2 separate regions of the Mus musculus genome follow, and region 2 is linked to region 1. The links are chromatin contacts, called in public ChIA-PET maps. All regions are on one chromosome and are shown on one strand. The core of a region is the stretch at or near the end of the contact, and the rest is flanking DNA. Distances in the headings are between cores, read along the strand shown.

What was found. ChIA-PET counts read pairs in DNA pulled down with a chosen protein or histone mark.
Region 2: a contact with region 1 is called in an RNA polymerase II ChIA-PET map of effector CD8 T cells, with 9 read pairs. The contact joins the enhancer-like site here to the promoter of Frat1 in region 1. A contact is called at or near these places in 1 of 15 datasets of contacts at CTCF or cohesin (the G1E-ER4 cell line), 5 of 484 Hi-C or Micro-C datasets (CD4 T cells, cerebral cortex, forebrain and 2 more), 10 of 115 datasets of contacts at active chromatin or transcription factors (CD8 T cells, the HPC-7 cell line, the SCID.adh cell line and 5 more) and 2 of 9 other capture datasets (adipose tissue and liver).

The regions. Positions count from the first base shown.
Region 1 is chr19:41,826,674-41,833,400 of GRCm38.p6, reverse strand. It overlaps Frat1 (frequently rearranged in advanced T cell lymphomas), which reads right to left and starts at 3,431. Exons shown (of 1, transcript NM_008043.3): 1 at 818-3,431. The coding sequence starts at 3,233. The coding sequence ends at 2,409.
Region 2 is chr19:41,870,228-41,876,954 of GRCm38.p6, reverse strand. It overlaps Rrp12 (ribosomal RNA processing 12 homolog (S. cerevisiae)), which reads left to right. Exons shown (of 34, transcript NM_199447.2): 20 at 327-420; 21 at 2,080-2,238; 22 at 2,346-2,426; 23 at 2,614-2,719; 24 at 3,105-3,212; 25 at 3,889-4,046; 26 at 5,131-5,222; 27 at 5,366-5,533; 28 at 5,651-5,820; 29 at 6,020-6,145. Among named protein-coding and RNA genes, the nearest start is that of Rrp12, 23 kb to the left of the region's middle. Within about 2 kb of position 2,439, at least 25 of the 459 cell types and tissues checked have an H3K27ac peak or open chromatin away from gene starts, as enhancers often do. A contact at or near this core is called in CD8 T cells, the SCID.adh cell line and effector CD8 T cells, where this site is marked.

The DNA of each region.
Region 1 (6,727 bases), core at 2,182-4,681:
ACAAGACAGACAATGCTTCCAACGAGTGGGTTTCCATTGAATGAAAAATCAAGGACCCCCCCCCCCCAGTCACCTGGCTACTTAGAGCCAGTTCTGGAAAGGAAGGGCTAGGGACTACCAACCATTCTGTGCTGCCACCATGCAGGCTGTATCTCACTGTCCGTGTGGCACAGGAGAGGAAATGGAAAAGCCACGGAGTCCCCAATACTTCTCCAAGGTCCCTGCTCCACTTCAGCCTTTGTTATATCTAACTCAGCTCCTTCCTTAAGGGAACAGATTGCAGCATTTCAGAAAAGGGCAGAACGGGGCGATCGTGTCATCGCCAGGACAGGATGGTAGCAAATGTACTAAGGACAAGGAGGGAGGTGTCATTTGATAAGATCTCAACCAGTGTTCCTACCACTGGGTTTATATCTTGGGTAGCACCTGGTCAACAACCCCATTAGGGCACCAGAAGAGGTGGGCGCACGGGGCTGGGGGGGATAAGGGGTGCCAGAAGAGCTGGGTCCACGTAGGTGGAGCAGTTAGCCTCCCAGACTGCTCTGATGTCCTCCCCGGCACCCAAAAGGCTCTGAGGTTGCTGAATGGGATTGGTCCAAAACCTGACCTCAGTTTCATTTAATTTCATGCCAGCACCGACACACACCCAGCTGCACAGACCTCATCTAACTACTGAGCTGCTCAGACACAAAGGCCTCTAATTACCAGCCTCGAGCCAAGCCGACAGAGATTTCAAGTGTTTTCATGTTTATGGAGATCAGAGAAATGTGTTCTGTTCATCTTTCGCACTGGAGGCAAGTACAAAATAAAAGCCGGGGTGTGGGGGTGTGTGTGAGGGGAACCCAACACATTTATTCAAAAACAGTTATTTCAGTTAAAATCCTATAATCAGGACAGCCACAATTCCAGTCACTCCGGTGCGAAGTGTAGATATGTCAACAGCCACATCTGGATGCTGAACAAGCCATTGACTCCAGAAAACTAAAACGAAATGGTCGCTCAGAGTGAACAGTGTTTCCAAGCACTTCACAGTCACAATAGCAGAAAAACCTGCAGCTTTCCCATTTGGAGGGTCACATTTTCTACTAGGGTTCCTTCCCTTACAAAGGCCAGCTGGCACAGCTGGGGGAGGGTCAGGAGGAAATCAACTCTGTCTATCCAGGGAACTGCAGCTGTTATTACAAATGGCCCCGAGAGCCCATTAGAAGAGGCTGTGTGAGACTGTGTCCCAAGCTGTGTCCCTGGAGTGCCCATTATGTGGAATCTCCCCAATCCCCTACCCTGGCCCCTAGCATCATCAGCGCCACCCTGCTTGAGTAGGGCAGCAGAACCAAGGGGGAAAGGTGGTACTCGGTCACTGTCTCAAGGCAGTTTGTCTGCAAGCCAGGTGGAGGGGCAGGGGCGGTGGCCTCGGACGGGAAGCACACTCAGCACTCGCCATCCCCACCTCCTCTGGGATGTGGCGGGAGCGTCCTTAGGGGACTCTTGCATTTGCAAAACAGTGTGCTCTCTTCCTAGCAAGGCCATTCGGTTGTCTCCGTGTTGGAGTCCCACTACACGGTGCACACCCAGGAAACAGTGACCTTGAACCCCCAAAGGGATGGGTCTCCTTTAAAAACACACTTTACGAAGGCAGGAGGGGGTCACTCCTTGCTTCGCCATACCCTTCCATTACCCAACACAGCTCACTGCTGTCTCCACCTTACACTCATGGGGTGCAGCTTTCCCTCAACACTCTGCTAACAGCAACCCTTTGAAAGAAAAAGGGAACGGACAAAAAAACGGTTACTTCTATTCAGCCCCAAGAGGGTCCTCTCGTTGTACCGCATGTTTTACATTGAAACCAGCACCGCAAAGGATGATGAGATGGTCTTTTAACTGTCGTTAAATGTTCAAGTGTGGCATTTTGGAGGGGGGGCGCCCCCCGAAATTAAGTCCACTCTTGTTTCCCCCTCCCCGAAAATGGATCAGGAACCAGCCCTGAAAAAGTACAGCAAGTAATGGGGATCATCGTCCTTCGTTCCATAGCAGGCTGAGCCGATCCTGAGAGCATGCACCGTGGCCACGTGGTCCCCGCTTGGCCAGGAGAGTCTGCGTGGAATTGCAGCGACCAGGTTGAATCACGCCAAAAAAAAAAAAAAAAAAAAAAAAAAAAGGAGCCCTGCTGACAGCCTGCGGTGCGCTCTGTAGATTCTGCTTTAAACAAACCTAAGTCCTGGGTTTCAAACAGTTCGGGGCTTTCAATTTCAGTTACCCATGAAAATATCTGCGATATTTCGGCTGTCTTCCTTAGCTTATTTTCCCGTTTCCAAATAATGCTCGAGTCCACCACCAGCTCCGGCTGGGTGAAGCCCTGGGTAAATCCCTTGGTCCCCGGCTACAGGCTGGTGCTGTGGCCACTTAGGTTGTTAGCTGCCAGGGACAAGAAGGTCGTCCCCAGTTCTGAGCTGCGCCCTCCCCATGAAAGCGCCAGGGTCGCTGCAGGCCGCGCGAGGGCTCCCGGGCGAAGGCGGCTCATGCACTGGGGCTGACAGAGGCCCGAGGAACGGGTGTGCGGGAAGCTTTGCGTGTAACTGTAGCTGTCGCGAATGAAGTCTGCGCACCGCCTCCTTGATGAGGTTTCCCGAGAGCACGAGCTGCTGCAGGAGCCGGTGCGGGTCGTCGTCGTCGCCAGTGCGGGTCTCCGGCTGAGATCCGCGTCGCTGTTGCAAGCGGCGGGACGCGGCTGCGTTCCGGAGCCAACCCCGGCGGCACGGGCCCGACAGTGGCTGCGGGGTGCTTAGTTTGCCGGTCCCCGGGGGTCCGTCAAGGCCCGGCTGCTGGGGCAGCGCGCTGGCGCCGGGGGAGATCTCCGCCACGCAGTAGGGCGCCGACCGTCCCCGCACGCGCCCGCGCTCCCCTAGCACGCAGCGCACGGCCCCCGGGGGCGCAGGGTTCCCGGTCTCCGCTGACCCCGTCGGCCGCAGCAGCCTCCTAGCTGGGGTCCCGGTCTTGTCCGCCGGCAGCGCCGCCAGGACCTGCGGGGGCGGGGGACCCGGGGCGGCACACGGCGAGGCCGGGCGATCGTGCGCTGCGTCCAGCTGCAGCGTCTCGCCGATCTGGACGATGAGCTGGTCCACGTCGGTCGAGCCACCCAGAGTCACCGACTGCTGCAGCAGGAGGAAGCTGTCGTCGTCCTCCTCCCCCTCCGCCTCGTCGCCGGCTTCCTCCTCCTCCTCCCTCCGGCAAGGCATGGCCCCCCGCCCGGGCCCCCGCGGCTGTGCGGGCGTCGCTGGCAGCTCGGTTGGCCGCGGGCTCGGCGAGCCGCGGCTGGGGCGGGAGCGAGGCGGAGGCCCAAGCCGGGCTAGGCAGGGACCACCGGGCAGTGGCACCGCGCGCCTTAGAGCCGCGGGAGCCGGAACGCTGCCGGCTTGGGTTGATTTGTAAACAATGGGTGACGTCGCGTGGCTCCTACCACCGTGCGCGGCCGGGGGGTGCTGTCTCCTTGGCAGTAGTGAGCCTGTAGGGCCAGGGCACAGAGTAGAGCCTGGCTGCCCCCGAGCCTCATCGGCGTGCCTACTGTGTGCGGGGATGCACTGGGAAGTTGATTCTGGTTCGCTCAGCCGGGCCTAATTGGCATTCCACAAGATGGACACCTTGGGGGACTCGATTGGTTTCTTCCACACACAGTCACTTCCACACACTTACACCTCCACACACTCCCCTCAGCACGTCAAGTGGTTTGGTTTAGGCGGTGGCTTTTTTTTTTTTTTTTTTTTTTTTTTTTTTTTTTTTTTTTTTTTTTTTAAAGGTTTGGGTGACAGAGTCAGAGGAGGCTGGAAAGGAGAGGGAGTGAGGTTTGGACTCGGAGTGACGATTAGGAAAAGGTTGTTGCCAAAGATGGAAAGGAGGATGGAGACCTTGTCTGATGTGGATGGCTGAGCTGGAACGCAAACCGGCCACAGATTTCGTGGTTTTTTGGCTTGGGTTCCAGGGCATTTAGGGGCTGCGTTGACTACTGGCTCTTTGCAAGGAACTGTAATATGGCAAGTGAATGCGTGTTAACGAAATTCAGTAGTCAAATGAAGACTAGTCATCTAGAAAGGGTAGCAGTGGTGAGCTGGTTATATGAAAACAGAGCCTCGGCCATCTTAACTGTTCCAGATAGCATTGTTGAATTAATGGTTAACCAAACCTTTATTAGTTTTTTTTTTTAATATTTATTTATTTTGTGAAAGGGCCTTGAGTATGCTCTTGGATTGGCTGTGTAGCTGAGGATAACCTTGAACTCTTTATCCTCTTGCTTACAGGTTGGGAACCACTAGGTCAAGTGTGTTTATTTAATGATTTTTTTTGGAAGGGTTGGGGATTACATCCAGGGCCTTGCACATGGCAGGAATGCTTTCCTTCTGAGCGAACAGTAATTTGATGACCGCTTTCTTTCTTTCTTTCTTTCTTTCTTTCTTTCTTTCTTTCTTTCTTTCTTTGTTTTCAAGACAGGGTTTCTCTGTATAGCCCTGCCTGTCTTGGAACTCACCACGCCTGGCTGATGATGATCATTTTCAAATGGACTTCAACAGACCCCTGGGTGGTGACACACATCTGTAATCCCAACACTAGGAAGGCAGAGGCAGGAGGATCACAAGTTCAAAATTATTCCTGGCCAAATAGCAAATTTGAGGCCAGCCTGATACACAGAACTCTGTGGCCTAGTTTCTATTACACACACACACACACACACACACACACACAGAGAGAGAGAGAGAGAGAGAGAGAGAGAGAACTTAAAATAAGTGAATTTGTAACGTGTAAATTGTGTAATATAAAGTTGCTTTAAAACTAGTCATAGTGCCGGGCATGGTGGCGCACACCTTTAATCCCAGCACTCAGGAGGCAGAGGCAGACAGATTTCTGAGTTCGAGGCCAGCCTGGTCTACAAAGTGAGTTCCAGGACAGCCAGGGCTATACAGAGAAACCCTGTCTCGAAAAACCAAAAAACAAAAACAAAACAAAACAAAAAAACCAAAAAAACCCTAGTCATAAAGCATTTAGGAACAGACACACCAAGGCCAGTGAAGAGTCTGACAGTGTTCAGGCAGCTACTTTCTAGTCCTGAGCAGGAGCTGAGTGCAGCAGCCAGGGCTTACACTTGGCTGGAGAGGCAGAGTTGGGAAGATTGCTCAAATCCATGAGTTCTAGATTAGTGTGAGACAAAATGGTGAGACTGAATTCAGAAGTAAGTAAATAATAAGACTTAAGAGTTCACGACTAAAGAGCACTGGCTGCTCTTCTGAAAGACCGGGGCTTGGTTCTCAGTACTCCCAGAGGCTCACAAAGATTGGTAACTAACTCCACATCCAGAGGATACTAACACCCTCTTCTGGCCTCCATGTGCACAGTGACATAGGCATACATGCAGGCGAAACATTCATACACATTTAAACAGTTTAAAAGAAGAGTTGGGTAGCCTGTAAGATGCCGCAGAGGAAAAGAATGCTTTCCACCGAGATTGGCCACCTGAGTCCAGTCCTCAGGACCCTTGGTGGAAAAGAAAGAAACGATTCCTACAAGTTATCCTTGGACTTTAACACCCTCCCCCAACTAAATAAATGCAACTTTAAATATTTAAAAAGTGAGTTGGGGGGCTGTAGAGATGGCTCAGCAGTTAAGAATACTGACTGCTGTTCCAGAGGTCCTGGGTTCAGTTCCCAGCAACCCCGTGGTGGCTCACAACCATCTGTAATGGGATCTGATGCCCTCTTTTGGTGTGTCTGAAGACAGCAACAATGTACTCATATACATAAAATAAATAAATCTTTAAAAAAGAGAGAGAGTCTGCTTCATTTTTGTTTGTTTGTTTGTTTGTTTTCAAGACAGGGTTTCTCTGTGCAGCCCTGGCTGTCTTGGAACTCAGTCTGTAGACCAGGCTGGCCTCAAACTCAGAGATTTGCCTGCCTCTGCCTCCCAAGTGCTGGGATTAAAGGCGTGCACCACCACTGTCTGGCTTCATTTTTTTTTTCAAGTATAGAGAAGAGAAATGTCAGAACAGTGGAAAAGTCAGTTCTTCCTCCTTCTCTTCCTCTTCCTTCTTCTTTTCTTCATCCTCCTTTTTTTTTTTTTTTTTTTTGTCTCTTCATTTTTTTGAAACAAGGTCTCCTGTAACCCCAGCTGGCATGGAATTCACTCTGTAGCTGAGGATGGTCTTGAACTCATGATTGTCCTGCCTCTACCTCCCAAGTGCTGGGCTTCCAGGCTCTTTCAACAGCTCCCTCTTTGTAATAGAGTCAGTTTGAAGAAAGTAATCAAAGTTCTAAATCTAGGTAATCTCTACTTCTGTGGAATTATAAAATTTATCCTTGGCAGATGACTGCTCTCTTGTTCTCCTCTCCTCTCCTCTCCTCTCCTCTCCTCTCCTCTCCTCTCCTCTCCTCTCCTCTCCTCTCCTCTCCTCTCCTCTCCCCTCTCCTCTCCTCTCCTCTCCCCTCCCCTCCCCTCCCCTCCCCTCCTCTCCCCCTCCCCTCTCCTCTCCTTTCCTCTTCTTTCTCTCTCTCTCTCTCTCTCTGTCTCTCTCTCTCTCTCTCTCTCCTCTCTCTCTCTGGCAGTATCTCGCTCTGTAGTCCAGACTGTCCTAGCCTTTCTGACAATCCTCCTGTCTTGGTTTCCTTAAGTGTTTGGGGTTGCAAGCACTTGGCATTGCTCCAAGCATTTTTTTCATTGCAATTTAGATGCCATTTATTTTATGTATTTA
Region 2 (6,727 bases), core at 1,190-3,689, 45 kb before region 1:
AAAGATAAATAAATGGGTTCAATCCCAGCTCCATCCCTTCCCATCTCATGTAGCTTTAGACCAGTTACATACACACTCTGCCTCTAAGCCCTCATCTGTAGAGTATGTGTAATAACAGTCCCTGCCACGTGGCTTTTTGAGGACAGAGAGAGCTAGCTGTGTAGAGCACCTGGTGCTCTGAGGGTTCCCTGAGTAGCGCTACCTTCCTTGCTTACCATTCGCAAATGCCTCTGGGATTGGGAGGCAGGGGCTGGGCCCAGCCCTGAGTAGAAACAGCTCTGTCCTTCTCTCGTCCTCTAAGCCCCTCCTGTTTGTCACTCTGGCAGATTGTCTGTCCTGGATCTGGTTGTGGCTTTGGCTCCTTACTCGGATGAAGCTGCCATCAGTAAGCTATACTCTACCATCCGGCCCTACCTTGAGGTGAGCTCTTCTTGTCTCCATCCATGCTACGTGCCCAGATCTCGCCCTGGCTACTCCCACAGTGGTTTCCCTTAGGGTTTCTCCCTGCCCATCTGTCACTAGGATGTACAGCTGTGCCCTAGCCTGTGCCAAGGTGTGTCTTGTAGAACAAAGGCTACACTCTTTTCCTGTTGCCATTCTAGGCCTGCCCCAGCCTTCAGCCCTCCCATTCTGCCTTCTTCCACCTTTGACCAACTGTAGCCTCACCAGACTGTTCTTTGAGATACGAATATATCTTAAACAGGCCTTGAACTTCCTCTGTATTGAAAGCTGGCCTGGAACTCCTCATCCTCCTGCCTCTGTCTCACAAGTGCTGTGATTACAGGTCACACCTCCGCACCTAGCCTTCATTAGAGAGTTTGAGGCCTAGATAAGTCTTTCATGTTTACCTCCTTTTAAGTTTTATTTCACATATCATTTGTGTGTTAAGCTGAGGGTGGTGAGAGTCTGAGGACAGTTGTGTAGACTCGGTTCTCTCCTTGCGCCTTCTGTGGGTGCCCAGGATTGAGCTCGGGTTGTCAGGCTCAGAAGCAAGCACCCGATCAGCACATTTACCGCTGAGCCACTGTCCTGGGCCGTTTGGTTTTCCTTTCTCTTTCTTTTTTTTTTAAAGGAAATTTTTTTTTTAAAGACTTTATTTATTATTATAGTAAGTACACTGTAGCTATCTTCAGACACACCAGAAGAGGGAGTCAGATCTTGTTACGGATGGTTGTGAGCCACCATGTGGTTGCTGGGATTTGAACCCTGGACCTTCGGAAGAATAGTCGGGTGCTCTTACCCACTGAGCCACCTCACCAGCCCCTCCTTTCTCTTTCTTTTCTCTTTTCTTTTTCCTTTTTCCTTTTTTTTTTCCTGGATGCACTCAGGTTCTCCTGGATGCTGGGCATGCCCTCTGAGCCACACCCCCAAGATCTTGTTTAGAGCTGGCCTGCCTATGCCTTTGCTCATTCTCACTGCCCTGTCGAAAATGCTTACAATGTGCAGTGTTCAGCCCAGTAGCACCCTCCTGAGGACCAGTCTCCCTGCTCCCCGCCAGTTTGTATAGTAGCTAGAGGAAGATGTGTGCAGGCGGACACAGATGTCAGGGCAGGCTGGGATGAGCTGGCGAGGCCTGGGAACTCCTTCAGCTTAGAGGAGAGCGTGCTAGTCAGAGAGTGCCAGGTCTATCTCCCTATATTCTGATGCCTGTGCCCAGGCTTGGGTGTCTGCTATTTATTACTTTTATTTTCTTAGATTTGATTCTATTTTATGTGTGTTTTGCCTGCATTATGTGCCTGGTGTCACATAGATGAGAAGGCAGCAGCTCCCCTGAAGCTGTGAAAGTGGAGTTTAAGACAGTTGTGAGATGCCATGTGGGTGCTGAGAATGGAAGTGGGTCCTTTAAAAGAACAAGTACTTTGAATCACTGAGCCCTGGCCTCAGCCCCCTTATATGTTATTTAGTGGTGGTGAGAATGGTTTGGAAATCCAGTCTGGCTTTGTCCCTGAAGCTATGGCTCCTGTTTCCAGACCAGCTTCTCTCTGAATCCTCTCTAGTAGATGCTTGGGGAATGTCACAGGATGGAGTGGAACCCAGTCCCCTTCCTTATTATCTCCACGTCTCGTTTGCCCTCTCAAGAGCAAGGTCCACGGTGTACAGAAGAAGGCCTACCGCGTGCTGGAGGAGGTGTGTGCCAGTTCTCAGGGCCCGGCAGCCCGCTTCGTGCAGAGCCACCTGGATGATCTGAAGAAGACTCTGCTGGACTCGCTTCGGACCACATCCTCGCCTGCTAAAAGGGTAAGGGTTCCGGGCTGCCTCGTCTGCAAGGGAGGGAGGGCGTCAACAGGCACGCCCAGGGGTCAGGGTGACACTGGAGGACCCCGGTGTTGTTGTTGTGCCCACAGCCCCGTTTGAAGTGCCTCATACATATTGTGAAGACGCTGTCGGCTGAGCATGAGGAGTTCATAGCTGCCCTCATCCCAGAGGTGAGGGGTTGTGGAGGGATGTGGGTTGTGGTTTCTTAGTGTGGATTCCAAGAGAGGCCCGAGGAGGGAGGGCTGTAGGTAACAGTGGGAGCACACGCTCCCTTCACTGCCTAGTGCATGTGTAGGCGTGAAGAGCTCACCCAGGCTGCCCCTCAGTTCCATGTCCTGACAAAGGCTGTTTGGCCAGGTGATCCTGTGCACCAAGGAGGTGTCAGTGGGTGCAAGGAAGAGTGCGTTTACCTTGCTGGTGGAGATGGGCCATGCTTTCCTGCGATTTGGCTCCAACCAGGAAGGTGAGAGTGTGGGCTGTGGACTGAGAGCTGGGGTGGACAAACTGCCTTGGCCCAGAGAAGACTTTTTTTTTTTTTTTTTTTTGGTTTCTCGAGACAGGGTTTCTCTGTGTAGCCCTGGCTATCCTGGAACTCACTCTATAGACCAGGCTGGCCTCGAACTCAGAAATACGCCTCCCTCTGCCTCCCAAGTGCTGGGATTAAAGGTGTGCGCCACCATGCCCAGTGAGAGAAAAGTCTTAAAGCCTCTGTCCAGTCTTAAGAGAAAAGGTGGAGGGAACGCCTTGTCTTGTTCTGCCTGTGGCTTTGAGTGGACTGCACTGAAGGCCAATAGTACCCATCCCTGAGCACCCTGTCTTCGAGTAACTGTCCCACTCTCTGTCCTCAGACGCTCTGCAGCGGTACCTTGTCCTCATCTATCCTGGCCTTCTGGGTGCAGTTACCACAGTTAGTTGCAGCATTTTGGCTCTGACCCACCTCTTGTTTGAGTTCAAAGGTAAGTGTTTACCTGAAGGGTGCTGTTATGGTAAAGAGTGCTCCAAACATCAGGACAGGGTGATGCCAGAATGGGGAAAAGCATCAGGATGCAGCAAACAGACCCAGAACCCGGCCTGTCTGCTTCCTAGTCTCTTCCCACAACATTCTCCCTTCATCCTTACATTCGCACCACCCATCAGCTTTAGGCCCCAGTGTCCTGGGACTTTTGTCAGATTGGTCAGAAAGAGGGTTGGCCTGTCCCTATGTCTTAGTTCTGGTCCCTCCTCTTACCAACCACATCAAACTTTGAGCATCTTTACTAACCTCTCAGAACCCCTGCTAGTCTCTAAGATAAAAGATGTATGGATACTCCATGGGTGGTGTTCAAGCTGTTAGACCCAGAAAGGCCCTGAGAACATCTGACCCCTGGGTGGGTCTTGGGTTTGAGGGGCTCAGGTATCTGACAGCAGCCCCTGTGCACAGGGCTGATGGGGACCCGTGGGTGGCTCTTGGGTTTGAGGGGCTCTGGTATCTGACAGCAGCCCCTGTGCACAGGGCTAATGGGGACCCGTGGGTGGCTCTTGGGTTTGAGGCTCTGGTATCTGACAGCAGCCCCTGTGCACAGGGCTGATGGGGACCCGTGGGTGGCTCTTGGGTTTGAGGCTCTGGTATCTGACAGCAGCCCCTGTGCACAGGGCTGATGGGGACCAGCACAGTGGAGCAGCTCCTGGAGAACGTGTGCCTGCTGCTGGCCTCTCGAACCCGTGATGTGGTCAAGTCCGCGCTAGGCTTCATCAAGGTTGCTGTGGTGGTCATGGACGTGGTGCACCTTGCTAAGCATGTGCAGCTAGTGGTGAGGCTCCATTGTGTTCACTGGGGGGCAAGAATGGACTCTGCGGGAGGGACTCTGGGCATATTAGTTCAGAGCGTTTTCACTACGCTCTGAGCAGCAGAAGGACATTAAGGAGCCTTAGAGGGGCTTGTAGGAGAGTGCTGACTGACAAAGAAGGCACAATGCTTATAGTGTCTCTTAGGCCAAGGGACAGGGCTTCTCCAATGTTGTACAGATAGAGAACCAGGCAGGTACTTATTTTCAAGGTCTAGTCTCAAGACTGCACTCGCTCTTTGTAGGGTCACTCTTCCTATCCCTGCCAGGGCACAGAGGAGCTGAAAATTAGGGACACACTCCCTGCAAGCTGGAATTGCTTGCTAACAGTTTCCACTTCCAGCTGGCAGAGTCACATGGCCCTCAGATCTCTTTTGCATATCTTTTCTGAGTCAAACCTTAGCTTCCAGGAAGAAAGCAGGGATAGATATTCTCCAGAAGCCTCACTGGGAGCCAAAGGCTTAAGGCAAGGCTAGGGTGGAGATCTACTGGATCTCTTTATATTTAGAACTTCCCGAATCCTACTAAAGGGTATGTGGGGACCTTGTTCTCTGCCCCCACTGCAGGCAGACCTTACAGATAATAAGGTTTGCCACTCCCATGTGTCACCATCTGGGCCTGGATGAGCACGACTGCGTGATAGAAAGGGAGCATGTGACTTCAGGATGCTGGGTCGTAGCTGGCAAAGTGGACTGAGTGGGTTAAGTGGGGCCTCTATGGCCACTTGGCAGTCGGGTGAGCCTGTATTGGTATAGGTTTCTGTCCCATCAAGTTGCTGTGAAAGAACCCTGGGAAGGACACATGGAGGGTGTTCAGTTGTCGCCTCGGAAGGATAATCACAGCTGTGGTGTGAAAGGGCATAGAGGAAAGATGGGATTCCAGAGTAAGGAAACGGAGTTGAGCCAGGGAAGCGGTGGCCTGAGAACAGGGCAGCCAGTACCTCCCCTTCGCTAGGCTCAGCTGTACTGTACACTGGTCTGTACAGCAAAGACAGATGGGCAGGGCAGAAGGCCCCGAGCTCGCTCTGACACCCTGGTGCTCTGTCTGCTAGATGGAAGCCATTGGGAAGTTGTCAGATGACATGCGACGGCACTTCCGGATGAAGCTTCGGAACCTGTTCATCAAGTTCACCCGCAAGTTTGGGTCTGTGCTTGAATGGGGTAGGGTTGGAGGATGGGACCCTTGGTCTCTTAGGGGCCACAGGGAAAGTTAGCTTCCTGAACAGTTCCTGCCCCTGAGGAGGGGTCCTTGGCAACCTCTAGACAACTCTTCTCTGTCCCACTCAGATTCGAGTTGGTGAAGGGTCTGCTACCCGCAGAATACCACAAAGTCCTGATAAACATCAGGAAAGCTGAGACCCGAGCCAAGAAGCATCGTGCCCTGAGCCAGGCTGCTGTAGAGGAGGAGGAAGAGGAGGAAGAGGAAGAGGAGCCTGTCCAGAGCAAAGGTGACAGGTAAGACCATGGCTCAGCCCCAAGGCCTTAGTCTACCCCCACCCAAATTCTGTCCTGGCAGTGCCTTAGGTCCCCTCTGTCCCAGGAGTGCGTTGATGTTAGACTTCTCTAATTTAGCATTGAGGAGATTTTGGCTGACTCTGAGGATGAGGATGAGGAAGAAGAAAGAGGCCGGGGCAAGGAGCAGCGGAAGCTGGCACGACAGAGGAGCCGGGCATGGCTGAAGGAAGGTGGTGGCGATGAGCCCCTCAACTTCCTGGATCCCAAGGTGGCCCATCGAGTCCTTGGTGAGCAAGAACAGCTGACCTAGGAACCCAGAGTTGACCTCCCCTGTTGCTGGATTCATGGGTGGTAGGCAGGGGTTGGCTTCTGAGGATGGCCTGTGGGCAAGGGCTAAAAGTCCCCTAGTTGAGAGCTTTGGTGTTGGGGGGGCTCCGAGGGAGGAAGAGTTGACTAGGACTGACCTGTCTCACCTCACTTCACTAGCCACCCAGCCTGGGCCTGGGCGGGGCAAGAAGAGGGACCATGGCTTCAAGTTGAGTGCTGATGGCCGGCTGATCATACGGGAGGAGGAAGATGGAAACAAGGTGGAGGAAGAAGATGGCACTAAAGGTAGGGGTCTCCACAGAGGAACAGGTGCTCTGTTGGCATGATGCTCATTTATACACTTGAGGGCTTTTAGCCTATTCATATAGTGACCATTATTGAGGAAGCATAGAAACCGATCTAAGAAGCTAACCCATAAGGCCACCCTGAACATTCTGGCTCCTCAGATTCTCCTGAGCACACATTTTTATTTTTATTTCATATATTCTCTATACTAACTTATGAATTTTGTTGTTGTTGTTTTGGTGTTTTGTTTTGTTTTTTGAGACAGGGTTCCTTTATATAACCCTGGCTGTCTTGGAATTCTATAGAGCAGGCTGGCCTTGAACTCAGAGATCCTCCTGCCTCTGCCTCCCGAGTGCTGGGATTAAAGGCGTGTGCCACCACTGCCCAGCTTGACTTTTTTTTTTAAATTTTTTTAAAAGATTTATTTATTATATGTAGGTACACTGTAGCTGTCTTCAGATACAGCAGAAGAGGGTGTCAGATCTCATTACGGATGGTTGTGAGCCACCATGTGGTTGCTGGGACTTGAACTCAGGGCCTTTGGAAGAGCAGTCGGGTGCTCTTACCTGCTGAGCCATCTCA